Regions from separate parts of the Columba livia genome. Here region 1 is linked to region 2. The links are chromatin contacts, called in public Hi-C maps. All regions are on one chromosome and are shown on one strand. The core of a region is the stretch at or near the end of the contact, and the rest is flanking DNA. Distances in the headings are between cores, read along the strand shown.

Evidence for each region. A called contact is a pair of places that touch in the nucleus more often than the background predicts.
Region 1: a Hi-C map of liver shows a contact between it and region 2, with 6 times the contacts expected there. The contact joins two enhancer-like sites. A contact is called at or near these places in 2 of 2 Hi-C or Micro-C datasets (crop and liver).

Annotation. Positions count from the first base shown.
Region 1 is chrZ:20,442,298-20,446,185 of bColLiv1.pat.W.v2, forward strand. It overlaps RAI14 (retinoic acid induced 14), which reads left to right. Exons shown (of 19, transcript XM_065047542.1): 5 at 1,983-2,071; 6 at 3,827-3,888. Among named protein-coding and RNA genes, the nearest start is that of BRIX1, 40 kb to the right of the region's middle. Within about 2 kb of position 1,929, at least 1 of the 3 cell types and tissues checked has an H3K27ac peak away from gene starts, as active enhancers do.
Region 2 is chrZ:20,331,469-20,335,251 of bColLiv1.pat.W.v2, forward strand. All of the region lies in intron 3 of LOC135577461 (a long non-coding RNA gene), which reads right to left. Among named protein-coding and RNA genes, the nearest start is that of C1QTNF3, 32 kb to the left of the region's middle. Within about 2 kb of position 2,318, at least 1 of the 3 cell types and tissues checked has an H3K27ac peak away from gene starts, as active enhancers do.

The DNA.
Region 1 (3,888 bases), core at 679-3,178, 110 kb after region 2:
CTAATACTTAAGTGACTTCAACTGTATTGTGTATCTACACAAATGTATCTGAATGTGTTTTGGTGTTCATTGGTATGTTGCTGGCTGAATTAGAGGTGTTGGAATTTGTCAGAGTCCTTTTGCATCCCTTTCCCAGACATTTTCCCAGAGCCTGAGAAACCTCTTCTTCTAAAGAAGAATGTTTACACAACTTTGCATTGGCCACCAAGTACATGAAAGTTTGATTTTTGAATGACTAGAGAACAGCCAGCAGCAGTGCTTTTTATGCTCTTGGAAGTGTTAACTCTTCAGTTTGTTTATGGCAGTAGTAAGCATGAGGATGAGCACACAGGATATTTTTATATTTGCAGAGCATGGTTCAAAAGTTAAGTACTGCCCATCTGCCGTTTGCAATCAGCAAAGTGTGGAAGGACTCCTCGTGGGAAGTGGGGTAGTTGCTGCGCTTCACAAAGGGCTCTGTTCCAGCAGATCTCCTGGTTTGATTAATTCTCCACCCTTTGCCAGATTATGTCTGTAGGTCTTTTTCTCTGCTGTTTCAAGGAGGCTGCAAAGAAGGCTACAGCTTAGAGAAACACAGCATTGCAGTTCACATATTATGTGCCAGAATTATCTGTTTCATTCTTGCATGTTATTCCCAGTTTTCCCGGTTAGCGGGCTGAACTTTCAGTGTTAGTTTTAACATTTTAAAGGAAACTGTTGTTCAAAATGTGAATTCTTTAATACAGAAGTTGGTGAGTCTTCATGATTCGTGGTGTTCCCTTTAGATTCCAGGGGAAAAATCCCCATTAACACAGGAGTGCATGATGTTAAAAATGGAAGTCTCCTTTAAGAGATATTAGAAAATATGCTGGGAATACTGACTTTTTCAGTTTGGGGCATGTTAATGAAGGCCCCAGCTTGTCATACACAATTTAATAGTAACTGGAAGTGTTTTGTTTTGAATTTGTGATTTGTTGTTGTTGTTTTTTCACATTAGTCCCGCTGGAAAACAGATCTGTATATCCATCTGATATTAGTAGGACACATGGGGAAGCAGTATGCCTGCCTGTACTGTGACCGTATCTTGAGACTTGATGGTGGCACGATATGCATGAGAAGGGTATAAATTTCTCTGTTTTCAGAAGTTTTTTTCCTTTGTTTTTGCTTCCCAGCAAAATTAAGTTAGCAGCGCATGTATAAAACTGATTCTGTGAATCCTGAGGTACCAAAGTTGTAAAACATGAACCTTCAGCTGTGAAAAAGCTTTAATTCATTGTAACTTCTTTGATTTGTTCTGTAATTATATCTTGGTTAATTGATTCTGTTAGGTGCGTCCTGTCATGGTGTGGTTGGTAACCTCCGCAATTTCCCACTGTTCAAACAAGCAGGTGCTTTAAGTGAACAGCAAAACCGAAAGATGAAAAAATACATCTCTAACATAGTCTCACAAGTATCCAGTAGCTTTGGTTTCTTCAGGTGGCATTCATGAACACTGAAAGTTTTTTTTTCCCCCCTCTACATAGAAGGATGGGCTCTGTAAAGAACAGTGCCAAAGCACAACTTGATTTAGTTTAATTTAAGAGCTGAATCACCTTTTAGAGGAACTAAATTCTGTCCACAGAAATGCGGGGAAATCAGGATTGACTAGAATGACTAGAGCAAAGTCAGTCATTGTGAATGTTTTCTTCATTAATTCCCTAAGCCCAGACATTCTTTGGGGATATATTCTCACCAGGGACATTAGTTGAAAAACTGGGTGCAACTAGATGCGCATAATATATATGGCATGGGTTAATGAGACAGCAGCATATGTGAAGGTATGACTACAAAGGCTTTGTGATATGCCTTCTCACTTTCAGAGCTATTGTCTTCTTGGGAGGCAGTGGAGAGATGCCAGGAGATCGAGGGGTGTGGAGGGGAGAACTTGCCAATACTTGGTTTGTGAATGAAAGAGAAAGGAGGTCTTAATAAAAGAAAAGTGACATGTAAATGCTCTCTTCCAGTTTTCACCTGGCAGCCACAAAGGGGCATGCAGAGTGCCTCAGGATCATGGTGACACATGGTGCAGATGTGACAGCCCAAGATGGTGCAGGTAAGCTTCTGTGAACTTACTCATGTAGCATAATACACTTAATTTGCCTATATAGCTCTTAGTGCAACTATGAATTTGACAACACTGCTTTTCCCCACACACTGTGCAGTAAAATCAGTTGTAAATCTTGCAGGTTCAGGCATACTTGCTTTTCTGTGTATAGAATTTAGATTCTAAAGCCATAAAAAACTTATGCCCTAATATACTATAAATGACAGCATTTATAGTGGACTGTAGATGCAAAATAGTCGCTCTTTTTTAAAAAAAAAAAAATTAAATGAAAAAAAAATAACCTCCACCAACTCTTTTTGTTAACTTTATTTGAAGCTTTTTGTAGGTTCAGTCAAGATCTTTGGTTTTGCTTTTATGTGTAGCCAAGCTGTTAACGCCATTAACTGTACAGGAGTTGCAGCAAGACATTTGCTCAGGATTGTGACACAGTGAAAAGGGCTGATACAAGCCAAAACAAAGCTAGGAGCTATTAAGTATGCTGTTTCAGCCCTCAAAAGTCTCATGCCTTAATTACTAATCTACTAGGAGAATGATGGGACCTGAATTTGAAACTGACAAACCCTTCTTAATGGATTTCAGTTGACATGACTGTGAAATCTGTGCCCAGCATTTTCTCTGGCTAGCGGAGTGACCTGAATGAACTGTCAGCATTCTGTCTCTCCAATAATGATCTGTAAATGTTGGGCTCACGAGTTCTGTTTTGGCCACTGATTGCAGCCTGAAGGAATTTCTGTCACACATGAGAATGATTTGCCTCTATAAGGAAGTGTCTGTGATGCTGGAAGCGGCATTTACATTACACATAATGATAGGGGAATATATGTACTTGATACACATTATTATTCAGAATTCGTACCTTGTCTTGCTTCAGGATTTAGAATTTATTAGTGTTTTGGATAATAAGAGGTTGCCTGCTCTCACCTCAGAGTGTCAACCCAGTATTCATTAAGGAAAGACTTGTCTGTAATATTAACATTATTTACAGTGAGATTCTACTGTCACAAGTGGCTCTGTCTGCACTGAGTACTAAATCTTGGCTCCTTCTTAATTACATGGATAATTTATTGTTTTGCTATCTTGGCCTCTTTATTTTTTTCAGATGTTCTGTAAATTAAACTAGAAGAGAGACTGCAGTCTTTCTTCATAAATCCATAATCAGTAAATCACTATATTGCATAGCTAAATGTGAGCTTACAGATCCTAAATAAATTAACAGAAAAGGGAATATGTGAGATACAAACCACAGTAGTCCTGTGTTCTGAGTCCTCTTCTACATGCACTCCATGGAGGACACGAATTTGCTGTAGTGGTAGCTGGTGAGTTTTGTTCTTGGTGCTGGGTTCCTTTTTCATTGTCAAATGGCAGAAATTGTGAAGACACTTGACAGTCATCTCTCTGCAAGGGAGGCTGAGTAATATAGGAAAATTGGGTTTTAAGAAACAAAACATAACTGCAGAATCTTAGACTTGCTTCTGCTAAGGTGTAGTCTGACTCAGTGTTTGTGTCATTCCTATATATGAAGCTAGACATTAAGATTATTCAGTTACCTGCCTGAACGGCAATCTGTCATAAAGACATTCTGCTTGATGTAGGTTTTTATTTTATTTTCTCTACCCTTGCTTTTCATGTACCATGACAGACATAACATGGGTAATTCAAAATTTCGCCTTTGTCATGGAAGAGTTTATTCCTGTGTTTCAGTGTGATTAAATACTCAATTTGCTTTGCTTTTTATTCATTTAGGACACAGTGCTTTACATCTTGCAGCAAAGAACAGCCACCCTGATTGCATTAAGAGGTTGCTT
Region 2 (3,783 bases), core at 1,068-3,567:
CTTTTCCGGCCCTGTGTTGAAGATGTTCAAGTATGGAGATTCCCTACATCTTTAGACCCTTCTTCAAGATTTGTCCATCCACACAATGAAAAAGTTTTCCTTTTGTCTAATGCTCCAGTTTGTGTCAGTTGTCTCTTGTCCTACCACTGTACAACTTTGAGGTGAGTAACCTGACTTGATCATACCCTCTCATTAGATAACTCCCTTCTCCTTCCAGAGAAGTATTACACCTACAGAATTTAGCTATCAAATATGACTGCATTTTTGTATTTTTCTAATAGAAGGCACTTTGCAAAGCATTGGACAGTTACACACATACATAAACCCAGCCAATACATGGGTCCTGAAGCAAACTTTTTTAAGCTATTTCACAGAAATCAGTGCCTGTGTTTCCCCCATGTAATTCACTATACCCACTCAAGGGAGTACGGTCTGCAACACCCACATTTGCCTTATGTGTCTGATCACCAGAGACACACAAAAGCTTTAATGGCATCAGCTGGAGTGAGGGGTCTGACTCACTAATGGCCATTTGACAGGTCTGGGAGAGCTGACCTGACCACCTGCCCCCTCTCTCTGTCACACTCTTCTGGAGGCTCCCACTCCAGCTGTAGGCATAGTTAAATGTCTCCTTTTACACTCCTGAACTGCCATAAACTATAAGCTGGCATGCTAAGGTAAAGCAGCACTAATTTTGATTCTCTTTCATGCACCAAGGCTGTAATCTGTACTTTGTGAACTGCTTCTCCCATTCATTATCTGGAACTTGACGGACATGGAAAGCTTCATTTCCAAACTCGGGGAGCTCTGATAATCAGAAAGCTGAATTGTACAGTCTGTACTGTGCTCATGGATGGTTTGACCTACAAGGAAAATGAGAGTTATCCCTGTTTTCACAGGCAATGCATCAACAAAAAGACATCATTAAAAGAACTAAAGCTGAGGGAGGAGAGTAACACGAATTCATAGTCAGATGAACTCACTGGCCATGTTCAAGCTAAACCACCTGGGAGGTGGGAAATTCTTCATTACTTTAAATTAACCTTGACAGCATAGTATTGTTCAAAAAAGAGAGTACAAGAAGAAGAGCATAATCCTAAAAGTCACTGTTGTTGCCAAACATCACATTTAGTGGCTGAAATATTCAAGTGTCTATATACATGTAGAGCAGATCTGCAGAAATGTCAGTCTAACTTTTAAACTCTATTCCTGATTAATGCAAAAACTACCATTGAAATGTAAAGGTTTGACTGACTTAACATGTAGTTAAATATTTCTACAGCCAGTTTGCAGAATAAATATTCTCCAAATCAGGAAAGGGACAGAAAAGTCTCCCTCGACTCCAGTGTTTTTCTGTAACTCATACGATGACATCACGATTCCAGGCACTAACTCTTGTACTTGCTATCACATGCTGGATGAATGCTACACCATCCCACCACCCCTTCCCAATCCCTTTGATCCAGGCAGACACCCCAGCTGCAGCAGCTGCTGACATATGTCTGGAGGAAGAAAATTCTGTTCTGTGGAAGATTTAAGGATTTTCCTGGTTGATTCATTTGAAGCTGGAACAAATTTACTTCATGAAGAGAAACCTTGTCTCAAGCCTGTGAAGATTGCATTGTGACAAAACCAGACTGCTAGTATTTTGTATTGTATTATATGACACATAGCTTTAAAATGTTTGAATATTCCAAAACACTGAAGTGAAATCAGTTTAGTATACAAACTCAAAATATATGCTGAAACATAGTCTTCCGTCTTGTGAGTTGAAACCTCAGCAAATTAAATTCCATATCTCAGAACATCTAAAATTCCTCAGATCGGCACGTGCTAGCAGCCTTTTCCACTGCTGCTTGTTTCACCACTTCCACTGCTGGTACCTACACAGGTTTCAGAGCTGCTTTGCACCAATACTGGAGTTACAGTGTTTTTATACATGGGGCCACACTTTTGGGGGGTTGTTTTGAGCACAGCTGTGCAAATCTGCTTGAAAAGGCAAACTAGCACAGGTCTGCTTGGGACGTGGGCCAGCTCTGCCTGGCATGCAGTGAAACACAGATGGAGTTTTTTCTCAGCTCTAATAATCACAGCCAGACCTGGCGCTGCTTAATTTAACAGTAAGGCTCAGAGGCCAAGATTTTCTGTTAGCAGAATCACATGGGAATTGTAAAAGGCTCAGAATGTCTGAAAATCAGACAGCTTATTCAGATGGCTGAACAGCAGACTTGGGGATACAACTTTGGGCAGACAGTTTCAAAAGTCTTGGCTGTGTTGGTCGCAGAAAGGAAGGTGATGAGCACTGCTCATTTATATTGTGTAGATATACAGGTATTCAAATAACTGGGTCAAATTTCTAGGTTAAAAAATCTTATCTCTAATCTAGGGCATACTATATTGTCCCCCTTTCATTTGAGTATTCATAACTTTATTAAGCAAAAGTCAGTCTGTACTAGTGAGTGGAAAAGAGATCAGGTTTACCCTCATAATGGTCTTTTCTTTAGAAATGGGGAAAAAATTTTCACTGCTATATTTTTGCCTAGAAGAACTCGAAAGGATATCATGGAAATGTGCTGACATGGCAGAACAGGTGTTGAGACAGACCAGGACAGAGTCTCAGGGGAGAAACAGGGAAGCGGCTGCTGACATAAGCAGCAAGAGTGCCCTGCTTCAGCCACCAGAAAAGTTTGTCACCTGTCCAGGTCTCCCACCATCCTTCCCCAGGATCCATTTGAACTGTGCTAGCAGCCCACTTCTAGCCGCCACTATTTCTCAGTCCCCCAGATGTGCAACCTTGTGGCCACAAATCTGATCACCCATGAAGTTGTTGGTTAGACACTCAGTCCTGTGACCCAGACTGCATGTGACAGATGCACATCTAGCTGTCCAAGGGGACACACAACAGTCTCTGGTCATAGATGAGCTAGTCCTTCTCCGGAACACACCTGATGAGATGCAGCAGGAAAGAACATAGCACATGTTCCTCAAACACCTCCCACAAAGGCTGTGTGGCCCCTTGTAGCTCAGAGGCTGGCTGCTCTGTCTTCTGAATCCCACACTTTCATTTGATCCTCATTTGATTCAGCGAGGAAGTATTGGTGTCCAGGGAGCAACAAGCACAGAAAAGCTCATGTTCAATTATTGTCCCTTAAAAAAAAGGTTGGCCACATCCTTAGCCTAGCAAAAAACTGTCCCTGGTTTGTGCTACCCACTGACCCTGCTGTTGTCCTCCAAAGAGTGATATGTGAGCTCATGGTTAAACAGCAGCGAAAGGCTGTGTGAGCCTCTGCCCCTGGCCCTTCAAGCTGGTACAGCCAGATGTGTCTTGCATGCACCGTCCATGTGCACAAAGCCGTCTCCTCCTCTAAGCTGAGCAGCAAATTGGCCAGGGTCTGCTTGTGGTGGCCCTCTGTACCCTTTGCCATGGTGTGAACAGTTAATCTTGGGTCACCATGAGCTGCTTTTACTCTACATTTCTTATCTTTCCCTGCCAGGCACATTTTCCCTTGAGTGATATCTAGGCCTCCAGCTCAGCCTCCTGACGCTTCACCAGATGGCAAATACCTGTTCAAGCACTAAAACAACAGTGTCCCTGCAGACTTTTCATTTACCTGTTAGCAAATAGATTGAAATTACCAGTTATACTGCTACACAAAAGCCAAGGAGCTTTAACTCTTCACCCACGGCTAGCGAAGGCTGACAGCAAGCTTGCCTCTTGCTTCTCAGCACTCTCTGCCCTCTGCCATATGAAATCACTCCAGTCTTTTGGGCTTGATGAGTGGT